2 separate regions of the Zea mays genome follow, and region 1 is linked to region 2. A link is a contact called in public Hi-C data. All regions are on one chromosome and are shown on one strand. Each heading gives the region's core, a stretch centred on a gene start, on an enhancer-like site or on the middle of the called end of the contact. The rest is flanking DNA. Distances are from core to core; before and after follow the strand shown.

Region 1 (5,758 bases), core at 395-2,894, 220 kb after region 2:
GGCTGCTGCGCGTTCCCGAGGCTGGCGAGTTCCGGAGGCCGCGCTTCCTTGGAGCACCGGACACTGTCCGGTGTACACCGGACAGTCCGGTGAATTATAGCGCGCCGGCCTAAGAAATTCCCGAAGGTAGTGAGTTCGAGTTGGAGTCCTCTGGTGCACCGGACACTGTCCGGTGGTGCACTGGACAGTCCGGTGTACACCGGACAGTCCGGTGTACACCGGACAGTCCGGTGCCCCCAGACCAGAGGTGCCTTCGGTTGACTCTTTGCTCCTTTGTTGAATCCAAAACTTGATCTTTTTATCGGCTGAGTGTGAATCTTTTACACCTGTATAATCTATACACTTGAGCAAACTAGTTAGTCCAATTATTTGTGCTGGGCAATTCAACCACCAAAATTAATTAGGGACTAGGTGTAAGCCTAATTCCCTTTCATGATCTCAGTGGATGGTTCGCGCAGTTGCTTTCTATACCGGGATTGTTAAACATGTCTTGATGGCTGCCAGAGTATGAAGCTTCTTAGGCGCCGCCAACGACTGAACGACTTGTATCAATTATCGAGACACATGCATAGTAGTAATTAAATAAGTGTTTTTTTCTAAATTTATGCATGCATGTGTATGTTTAGGCAAACTTCTCAATAGAAGTACCACTAGATAAGTCTATATTGTATATTAACTCACTTGGATTAAGTATTACATGTGAAGATGATATTTTTTTACTTGATCAATGATAACATCAATAGCTTTACTTGACCTTTATTTAATTAGATTAAAAGACAAAAATACATATAAAGAAAAATCAAATAAAAATTAGAACTTTATCGTGGTTACCGTACATCTGGTCTGTTTGATGTAGCTTATGACTGGGTGTAGCTAAAATGGATTAAAACTTTTAAGTTGTTTCTTTTTGTAGCCCTTTTTTGTATGTAGTAAAACATATTTTAGTTGAATCATACTAGTTTAGAGCCTTTGGTTGGGCTTTTAAATATGTTTATTTTTAAAAGGTTTAAAAGCTAATCAAAGATCTAAAAAGACAGTTGTTTTAGACCAGAAGCTAATATTGCTCTAGTACAAAACTGGAAGTAACTCATTGCAAGTTTTACATGTGAAGGTGAGCAACTTAAAAAACTACCTATCTGCCACTAGTTATGAAGATATTGATTCATTTTTCCTTTCTCGTCTTTTACATTTTATTGTATGTGAGACGATGAGCTCTTTCTTGTATCGTACGATGTCTCTGGTCGGTGGTGTTGCTCCTTCGTCTCTCTTGCCCAGCTACCTTTCCTTCTACAGTTTTTCGAGACAAGTCCATTTCCTCAGACATAGCGCTGACCTTGGCCATCGCGTAGGATCTTGACTGCCATGCGGGCGAGCATATGTTCACTTTTGCGAGTAAGTACGATCGCCATGCGAGAAAGCATGATCTCGACCAGAGATCTTTAGATAAAGAAGATGAGGTTGATGGCTAGACACCATTTGTTAATGAGAGAAGCTGATAATAGTTTTTTTTGAGATGCCACATATGTTAAATCAAACGACTTTCTACTTTCGCACTATAATCTATACCGCTTTTCTATATACCATATCTATCAAAATTCATGGTCCAACCAAATAAACCTTAATTTAAAATTTTATCTCTCTGCGTACAGCTTCGAAGGAAAGGTGCTTCCATATAAGCTGTATCAAATTTGCTATTTATGCTGTTATGCATGCCAGGCCGATCCTTGCTTCAACAAACTTAGAGAAGAGATAGCGTTGAAGCTGATTTGGTTTGGATGCGTGTGTTTAGGCACGCTGCCTGCATCATCACAGCCAAACCACGGCATCCACCATTCCAGCTCCAGGCCAGGAGAAAACGTTCCGGGACTGGGACTGCGTTCACCTTGCTTTTTCTTCCCACGCTCACCCCGCACCGCGTGCCCTCTCTGGCTCTCTCCCTCTCGTGGGGACGACTGGGCGACCGCCGCCGCCGCCGCCTTACGCCAGGTGCCCAGGTCTTAGTCGGCCCCTTCGCCGGCGACGAGGACCTACCAGGTATGTCCACCCCTTCTCCGCCTCCTGCTGCGTGAAGCCGACCGCCCAAACCCTAACGTAAACTATCTGGCTATCTGTATTCGGATCTGATCTAATTACAAGTATTTACTTGATAAAAAACAAGTGTATATATATGTAGGGTTATACCTACTAACTTCGATTTTTTGTAAAAAAAATCGGGTGACATGTGTACACTCCTGTTCTTTGCTGGGTCCGTTCCTGTCTGAATTCTGTAATTCAGTTGCGGAGTCTGTATTGTTTTTGACTGATCACTGGTCACAAAATCCCCAGTTTGTGGGGGAGTAGAAACCTGGGAAGCATGAGTCTATAAAAAAACTCGGCCTGCGGGGTTAAGACAGCCCCCGAGTATATACACTCCCCGAAGCTCTGTCCCACGCATACACAGCGGCACCTTAGCCCAATAAAGGCACCTAAAACTATTTGGCACGAGCGCTAAATTTCCAGGTGCCTAATAAAGGCACTTCCTGAATTGCTGGTGCTGATTTTCCACCAGGCCATCGTATCCTTTTCATCCATTCACATGTTACTTTGGTATGTGAACTGATTTTGTTCTGCGTACAGCTGTGAATAAGGTTGTCTGGAACGGCCGTGGGCTCTGCGGATGGCAGGTTCTGTGGTAACGGATGATTCAGCTGCTAGCACAACTGGAATGAGGGATGATGAAAACAGTCTCTCTGGCGAGTCCTTCTCTGAGTGGAGGTCCTGTGATAGGGCAGACAGCGATACCCCTTCAACATCCCCACCCTTCTGGGATAGCGATGGTGATGATGATGATCCTGGTGCGTGAATACACTTGATCTAATGCTTGTTACTTTGGTGTGGTGAATGATTTTGTTCTGTATGGCCATAATTTCGTTGATCTACCCATGACTAACATAGTTGATTATTAAGCTTGTTCCCGAAGTCTTGACATCTTACCAAAGCTCTGGTTGAGAAGTTTTTAGCCATAAGGCTAGTGTGCATTTTGTCCAGTCATCTATGACTGAATGCTAGCTGAAGGCCCATGTGTTTGGCTGGATTTGTCCGTCAGTTACATAAAAAGTAGTCCAACCATGCTGTGCTCACACACAAGAAGGCTGTCAATTTAAGAAATAAAGAACAGACCATGCTTAATGTTGCTAAATGGACTGGTATCACTTAGCCTTGATCAATATTTTTAGATAGTGTTCTAGAAGGTAGAATATGCTGCCATCTAGGCATTTACTGCTACCGTGCTGCCACATAATTTGAGCGCAATCGACAGTCTGGGCAGTTTGATTGACTGGGTGGTCCAAGTTGGTGACTAATTGGGCTAGGCAGAGTGTGGCATCTGCCAGCTGGTGTGAAGGAGGATGAGAAGGTGCAGGTGGAGACGTGGAAGAAGGGGGATGGTGGTGATGGTCAGTTAGCCATGGTTATAAAAAACAAATTAAACTTACATTTACTCTCGATTAAACCTGAAATGGACCCCTAGAGTCATGTTTAGGGCCTAGGCGCCCAATAAAACTCTCGACACGTCTAGGCGGTGCACGTAGGCGTGTGGTTGTACTTAAGTGGCACAAAAAACACAAAAAAAAAACAGCGGCCTGGCTGGCTTGGTAGGCTAGCTGTGACCACGTCAGCTGGTGGGCAGGAGAAAAGCACGTGGAAGAGCCAGTGAAAAGGAAACATGATGCATGGGGGTCAAAATTGCAGGCCCCCCTGCCATTTCTTTGTAAGTTTGCAAGAATTGGAATCAAAATTGCCTAAATGTGTTACAGTTTCTTTTTGATTCCGAAGTTGGACATCTGATATGAACCATATGTGTTACCAGGAAAAAAAATTAAAATAAATAAAAAACACAAACATTTAATCGTGTATAATCTATGTTTAGTCCATCTAGGTGCTATGGAGTGGTCTAGTGCTTAGCGTCTTTTGGAACCTTTAGCAGCAGATTCCGTGGAACAGAGGTGGCGGCTGCTTCTTGAAAACCTTCACACCGTTGATTTCTACCGGTCGTGAACTGGTGAGGCGGAAAATGGGAGGTGGACAAGGAGGTTGTCGTGGTGATGGCAGCTGCTAAAGAGTGGAGGATGGAAGAAAGGTCTTTTTGGTTATTCTGGGCATCTTGCTCAGTATGGGTCTATTTTTCAAAACTGCAAACATATTTTAATTTCTTTGTGTTGTGCAAGGTCCGAGAAAAATAACCATTGTTGGCCCTGGGAGAGTAGCAGTCGGTCTATTAGGAATATAAGAGCACATCATTACCAGAAATGAAATTTAGTGTTTCTCCAGTTATGTAACGTCAAACAAAGGTACTTGTTCTAGCATTGGGGGCATACCAATTGGTCCTTTATGCTGTGGCATTGCACCTGAGGTGACGATGTTTCAGGCACCACAACGAATGGTGCTTATCACTGACTCTCACATTTGCTATCTAAAGAACTCGGCCAGTAGGGGAAAGACCACCCCCACGGTATTATATTAAGAAGAAGCTCAATCGGAGGCCCAACCCGAGAAAGGTCACCCCCCCCCCCCCCCCCCCCCCCCCCCCCCGTGCAGCATGAGGGTCCGCCCCCTATAGGCCGGATCTTAACTCGTGCTTTGAGCCCTCCCAGCCCCTACACAAGGATCTGCTCCCCATAGGTCAGTCCATCTCATGTGTACACAACCAGGTAACCGGCGAGTGACCTTTTTTAACCTCAGTCTGAAATCCGCTCCCGCTGGGATTCGAACTCAGGACCTAAGGAGTGCTACTCAGTTCATCTAACCAACTCAGCTAGAGGCCCTTTCGCCACACATTTGCTATCTAATTCTGACTGATAGTATACCTGTATGATGCTTCAATTTATCTTAATACCTTTCTCTTGAAAAAACATAGATAATGATCAAGTCCAAAAGTCGGATAGGTCTTGTCTCTTGATCAGATTCAGATTGCATGCACATTAGAGTTTGAAATAAATCATGAGTTTTCTTTTTTGCCACAAATTATCCTATGAATAAAGGAGCATCCACATGACCTTGATTACTGCCACTCTGTCTTACCTTTTATAAACGTTAATAATTATGCTACTTATGTAGACTTCTGTTTGCGGAGTACTAAACTGCAATAGGACTTCCCAAAAGGCCATGTTTTTCCCCTCAATCACACAGGAGAGCTGCATATATCATTATGTTAAGAAGGGGTTTAAAACTCGTACAACACCAGGCCAACCAACTTCATAACACTTACACTAGCATGCCTATTACAGGGATCAAAACATGACTTCGACCTAGGAGAGAACTAGCCAGCATCTGGCACAAATGCAGCGAGATAAGAAATATTACGAACTCGGCCAGACCCCCACAATGCAGTTCTTCTCTACCGATTGACAAAACTCCAGCTAGGTTAAGAAGAATGCAATAAAACACAGAGGCTGCAATTGTTCCAAATCCACCAAGCACCCAAAATGATAGAATTGAGCCCTTTTTTGACCTGATGATCAGCAACTGTCTAATTTGTTCTAGCCCACCAATCATCAAAAGAAAGGTCATCGGGTTGTGGAGTTTTAGGTCCTGCAGTCTAACCTTTTGTAATAGGCTGAACCGCACTTGGTGAGCGAAACCACAGGATTTGAACAGATGATCAATTCAACTGTCTCCTGAGCCTGGTGACCTGGTCACAAAGGCGACAACACGTGTGTGGTAGTAGTCCCTGATGTTGGCTGTCCAGCACCTACTAATTGTTCATGATGATCATGTCCTA
Region 2 (5,727 bases), core at 1,944-4,443:
GAGAAGAGTTGGCTGTGTACAGCCAAAAGGCTGTTTCGGTCTGGGGCACCGGACTGTCCGGTGGTGCACCGGACAGTGTCCGGTGCGCCAGGCTGACTCGGCGCGAAGTGGCCGCTCTCGGGAATTCGCCCGACGGCGTACGGCTAAAATTCACCGGACTGTCCGGTATGCACCGGACTGTCCGGTGAGCCAACGGTCGGCCGCGGAATCTGCGCGCGACACGTGGCCGGGCCAACGGTCGGAAGGGGGCACCGGACTGTCCGGTGTGCACCGGACATGTCCGGTGCGCCAACGGCTCCCAGATCTGCAACGGTCGGCTGCGCCATTTTGGGAAGGAAATCGGGCACCGGACAGTGTCCGGTGTGCACCGGACTGTCCGGTGCGCCCGATGACAGAAGGCAAGAATGGCCTTCCAGATTTGCTCTCAACGGCTCCTAGCTGCCTTGGGGCTATAAAAGGGACCCCTAGACGCATGGAGGAGGACACCAAGCAACCTTAGAGCATTCTTGATCATCCACACTCAGTCTTTGCGCATTTGTTTGTCATTCTCAGTGATTCGAGCTCCGTTCTAGTGAGAACTTTGAGATAGTCTTTTGAGCTCGATTCTTGGCCGTGTGTGTGCGCATTTTGCTGTGGATTTGTGTGTGTTGCTTCTCTCCCTTACTCCGTGCTTCTTTGTGAACTTCAAGTGTAAGGGCGAGAGACTCCAAGTTGTGGAGATTCCTCGCAAACGCGATAAGAAAAGAAAAGCATAACACTGTGGTATTCAAGTTGATCATTGGATCACTTGAGAGGAGTTGAGTGCAACTCTCGTCCGTTGGGACGCCACAACGTGGAGTAGGCAAGTTTTGTACTTGGCCGAACCACGGGATAAACCACAGTGTCTTCTCTGTGTTGAACTCTTTGTGGTTATCGTATTGTGCAAAATCTTCTCTCTAGCCACTTGGCATTAACTGTGCTAACGTTTAACCAAGTTTTGTGGCTTAAGTTTTTAAGTTTTACAGGATCACCTATTCACCCCCCCCTCTAGGTGCTCTCACAAACACCATTGAGTATCAAGATCTTCTAACTTCTCACCTAGTTGCGGTGAGAGTTCTGGCCTAATAGTTCAATTTCACCTTTATGTCTACCCTATGTGAAGAGTGAACTCTAAGTTTGGTCTCGAATCAGCTCAAGGAATGTGTTCTTATAGAATCCCACTAAAAATTACTCTGGGCTACCTTTTGTAGTGCAAGAGAGGAGAGAGGTTACATAAACCTTAGATTCCACTGGCTAAGCTCAACTACCACATTATTATCATGTTATTGCAACCATACTAGTCGTCATGGCGAAAGGGTCTCTAGCCGAGATGGTTAGGTGGTCTGAATAGCACTCCTCGGGTCTTGTGTTTGGCTCCCCGTGGGAGCGAATTTTCAGGATGTGGTTAAAAAATCTCGTCTATCCCACGTCAAAGCACCGGTCTAAGACTCGGTCCCGGTCCCGGTCGCGGTCGTTCTCACATGGGCTATGGTGCCGCTGTGTATGGGTGGGGCAGGGATTCAGGGTTTTTCTTGAGCTGCGTGAGAAGGCCTTCTTCTTAATATAATGTCGTTGGGGCGGTCTTATCCCCCACAAGTCAAGTTTTTTTATACTAGGGGTCATGCCTTAAACTGTGGCACATTACCGAATATGTCATTTATCGGGTGGCTGACATGTCGCATCCACAGGCGTTGGGCTCATGTCGTTCAATACGATGAATTGGTAGATGATATAACTGTTTGTACTTGATAATACTTCAAGGTATACATTGGTGCACATGCGTGGCTACAGGAATGGTGCATGTACCATGTAACAACCTTGAGTACACTGCATCCTAAGTCGTGTCAACACTACACTTGTTAGGTCTATAATATCGCATATATCACATTTAATGTGTTATACATGATATTTATCTGACAAGCTAACACTATGGGCTTATCGTGAGGGTTTTTTACATGTGGGGCCCTAACCTCAGAGCCATACTGCCCTTGGTGGGTCCAAGCGTATACTTCGATTTTGAGACATAATTACACTTTAGCCACATTAATTACTCTTTAGAACATCTTAGAGTATGATGGGTCCTAGAGGTTTGGACTTGATCATCAGTCATCAGTGCCTCAAGACACAAGGAGTCTCAAAGACTTAGATCATCTCAGTCTAGAACGTTTGGGGGCACTAGGGGAGTAGGGGTAGGGGTCTTGATACTTTAGGGCTAGTTTGGTGACAAAAAAATTAGAGGAAATCCATAAAGAATACCTCTTGCAAGTGATTTTTCTGGTCCATAGATCCACTCCAAACCAATACTTAGAGTGTCCGAGGCCCGATAAGACTTAGTTCTCTTTAGTTGCTTCTTATAGACTCTTGTTATTTCTGTTGGGTGCCTTAGTGTCAAATTATTTATTTTAGTAGATGTCACTATGTTAGCTCTCTATTCTGGGATTTTTTGAATGGGTTTTAGCGACAGCTAGAAATATATTTTTTACCGGGCATTGTATATGCTTCGGTTACCTTACGTCCGTATCATTTCGCGACAAAATGGTCTTCACGCGCTGGATACTTGGACGTGAGAATCTGACAGTGATAGACAGACACTGGAAGCTAAGACGACCAAAAAGTTTCTTCCCCCGTGGAGCATGACATGCACAGCACAGGCTACACCCTACACGTCGTTCTGATGACATGGCGAACGCCTAGTGGCTGTCGCCGGCTCGCCGCAGCTCCGGCGAGCGGCGATTCGTTGGTGCGGGGATCCGTGACGCTGAGCAGACAGCGAGTAGTTAACGTCGTGCTTCAGTAGTAGTAGTAGGCCCAGGTCTCTGGCTCAGGTCTCCACAGACCACAGCTCGATCGGGCCGAGCCGCTGTGGCCCATGGGAGTCCAGGTCCACCATAGACTTTGACAAAGTCAACGTCATCGCGCGTCGCGTCGCGTCGCTGTCCGCCACGGAAGACCCGACCGGCCGGCCTTCACCATCACCAGCGAGGCAGCGAGTGACCTCCCTACTCTCTCCCAAGCTGACCCGCGCTTTCGTAACAACCACGAGAATGCCATCCCCGTTGGCGATAAGGCACGGGACGGAGTGGCATCGTCGTGAATAGCCACCGCACCTGAGCCCCTTCACCGATCCGCTCTCTTTACAAATATTCCCTTTGCGGTTCCCAGTTGCCCACCGAGAGTGGCAGTGGAGTAGTGGTAGGAAAAGCTCGTCGCCGAGTCGCCGTACGGGGGCTCGGCTCGGGTGAGCGAGCGGCGGCCGGCGGGTACTGAGGCCTGAGGGCGAGGCGATGGGCCGCCTCCGTGACGGGCGAGCCTTCCTCCACCGCGCGCTTGTCCTCTCGTCGCTGCTCCTTCTCGCCTCCGGCGAAATCTTCTTCGAGGAACGGTTCGATGGTACGACCACGCGTGACTCTGTTGGTTTTCCCCCCGATTTAGCTAGGTAGCGCGTCTAACTGGATGCTATAAGGATTCGGATGATTCTGTGATTGTGTTGGATCATTTTTTTTTTTGCTATTCGCTGGTTTAGTTTAGCTTGGTATCACTGTGACGAGTTACTGATTTGCTGCTTACACTGACAGATTCAGAATTTCAGTTTGTTGTTTGAGTGAGCTGTTCACTATTCACGTGGTTTAGCTTCTCAAAGAAGTGAATTATTCCAGAGATATTGCTACTGCTAGTTGTGCCTTCTGAAATGCTCCAAGCCTCCAATGGTCCTGCCTCCAGGAGTCGAAGAACTTATTTGTAGTTGGCTTACAGTCCGATGTCCTATCGATCTGATGTCTTGTGCTGTCCATGAAGTTATCAGTAGCTGATGTCTGCTCAAGTTTCTTGTTTTCCTAGGTGTATTGTTTTATTTGTGATTCATGAAATTACGCAACTTGGTAACATTCAGATGGGTGGGATAGCCGCTGGGTGAAATCTGATTGGAAGAAGAGCCAAGGACAAGCTGGAACCTTCCGACACACAGCGGGAACCTACTCTGGAGACCCTGACGATAAAGGTGATGGTTTATTCATGAGTGCTATCTTATGTGCAGTAAGGGGGGCATATAGCCCTACCCTTTACTTGTTTGTTGTGTTTTACCAAAAAAAACTGTATTTGATAGTGACAGTGGCTATTTTGATACCCAGTTTCCAACCAGATATGCCTTGAATCTATCCATGTTAATACATCCACTAAACTTGAGCATTTTCTGAAACTTCAATCAAAGAGCTCAGGCTGCATTCCATGTGGCCCCTGTTTTTATCATAAACATTTTATGTTAGAAAACAAGAGAAACATTCCACGATTTGTGCATACTATATCAATCATGTTCAACTTTTAAAGCCACAAAATATATAACCTTATTTTCCATGGTTTATTTCATACGTCGTATGATTATTTGCATTATGGAATCATCTTTTCAGGTATACAAACAACTGGGGATGCCAAACATTTTGCTATATCAGCAAAATTCCCACAATTTAGTAACAAGGACCGGACATTGGTGATCCAGTACTCTCTAAAGATTGAGCAAGATATTGAATGCGGTGGTGCTTACATCAAACTTATGTCTGGTTATCTCAACCAGAAGAAATTTGGTGGCGACACTCCTTACAGGTCGGTTTGCTCTCTGTGTTTGGCTAAAAAAGTTTGTTTTAATGTTCAAAAGTAACCATGAACTCTTCAAATGCAACTTTTCAGTCTTCACCTTAATATAGAACATTTTTTTGTAAAATCTGATAGTAATCGTACCTTCGGATCTTGCGCATATGCCTAGAGAATTATCATTGGTAACTTGGTGTATTGGTCATCCTTTAAGTTGATTTTATTTGTCAAGGAAAGGCAATAACTTTACCAAAAATTTATTAACACACTGTGTTAGCGGTCTCACCGAGTCACACTGGGTCGTGGGTTTGAAACAGCCTCTCTGCATTTGTGCGGGAAGCCTTGCATCTGTTTGTCCCTTCCCTAGATCCTACTCATGCGGGAGCCTCTGTCACTGACTCTGCCCTTTTTTACCACTGCACCAGACCTCATTGCCCTCCTATTGAACTATTAGAAATTATTCAGTCTGTCTTAGCTTATACTGAATATTACCTACTAAATGTCTTGATATTTGCTTATGCAGCTTCATGTTTGGGCCTGATATATGTGGGGATCAGAAAAAGAAGCTCCATCTCATACTTTCATACCAAGGGCAAAACTACCCTATCAAGAAAGAACTAAAATGTGAAACAGACAAGTTGACACATTTTTACACATTTATTCTTAGACCTGATGCCACTTATAGCATCCTTATCGATAACCGGGAGAGAGAATTCGGGAGCATGTACACTGACTGGGATATCCTTCCTCCTCGTAAGATCAAAGATGTTAATGCAAAAAAGGTTTGAGATTTTTTTGGTGTGATGAAAGCATTGTTATACAGTAATTTCAATCATGCCTTTCATTATGCATCCGTTTCTTTCAGCCAAAAGACTGGGATGACAGGGAATATATTGAAGATCCTGATCAAGTTAAGCCAGAGGTATGCCTTGTTATATTTCCTGTCTTAGGACTTATCTTGATCAATAATTCTATTATAACCTTTTACCTGAACTGAACAGGGATATGATTCAATTCCTAAAGAGATACCTGATCCCAAGGACAAAAAGGTATGCATGATTCTGAGTTTGTTTAATATGCATCCAGTTCGGTTTTAACAATTTAATTGTCACTTTCATGCTTCAG

What was found. A called contact is a pair of places that touch in the nucleus more often than the background predicts.
Region 1: a contact with region 2 is called in a Hi-C map of tassel, with 1.9 times the contacts expected there. The contact joins the promoter of LOC100381713 here to the promoter of LOC100382232 in region 2. A contact is called at or near these places in 2 of 25 Hi-C or Micro-C datasets (leaf and tassel).

Annotation. Positions count from the first base shown.
Region 1 is chr6:169,232,240-169,237,997 of Zm-B73-REFERENCE-NAM-5.0, forward strand. LOC100381713 reads left to right here and starts at 1,645. Exons shown (of 13, transcript XM_008649807.3): 1 at 1,645-2,034; 2 at 2,617-2,834. The coding sequence starts at 2,657.
Region 2 is chr6:169,011,169-169,016,895 of Zm-B73-REFERENCE-NAM-5.0, forward strand. It overlaps LOC100382232, which reads left to right and starts at 3,194. Exons shown (of 14, transcript NM_001174987.1): 1 at 3,194-3,408; 2 at 3,908-4,015; 3 at 4,422-4,614; 4 at 5,126-5,384; 5 at 5,468-5,524; 6 at 5,604-5,651. The coding sequence starts at 3,303.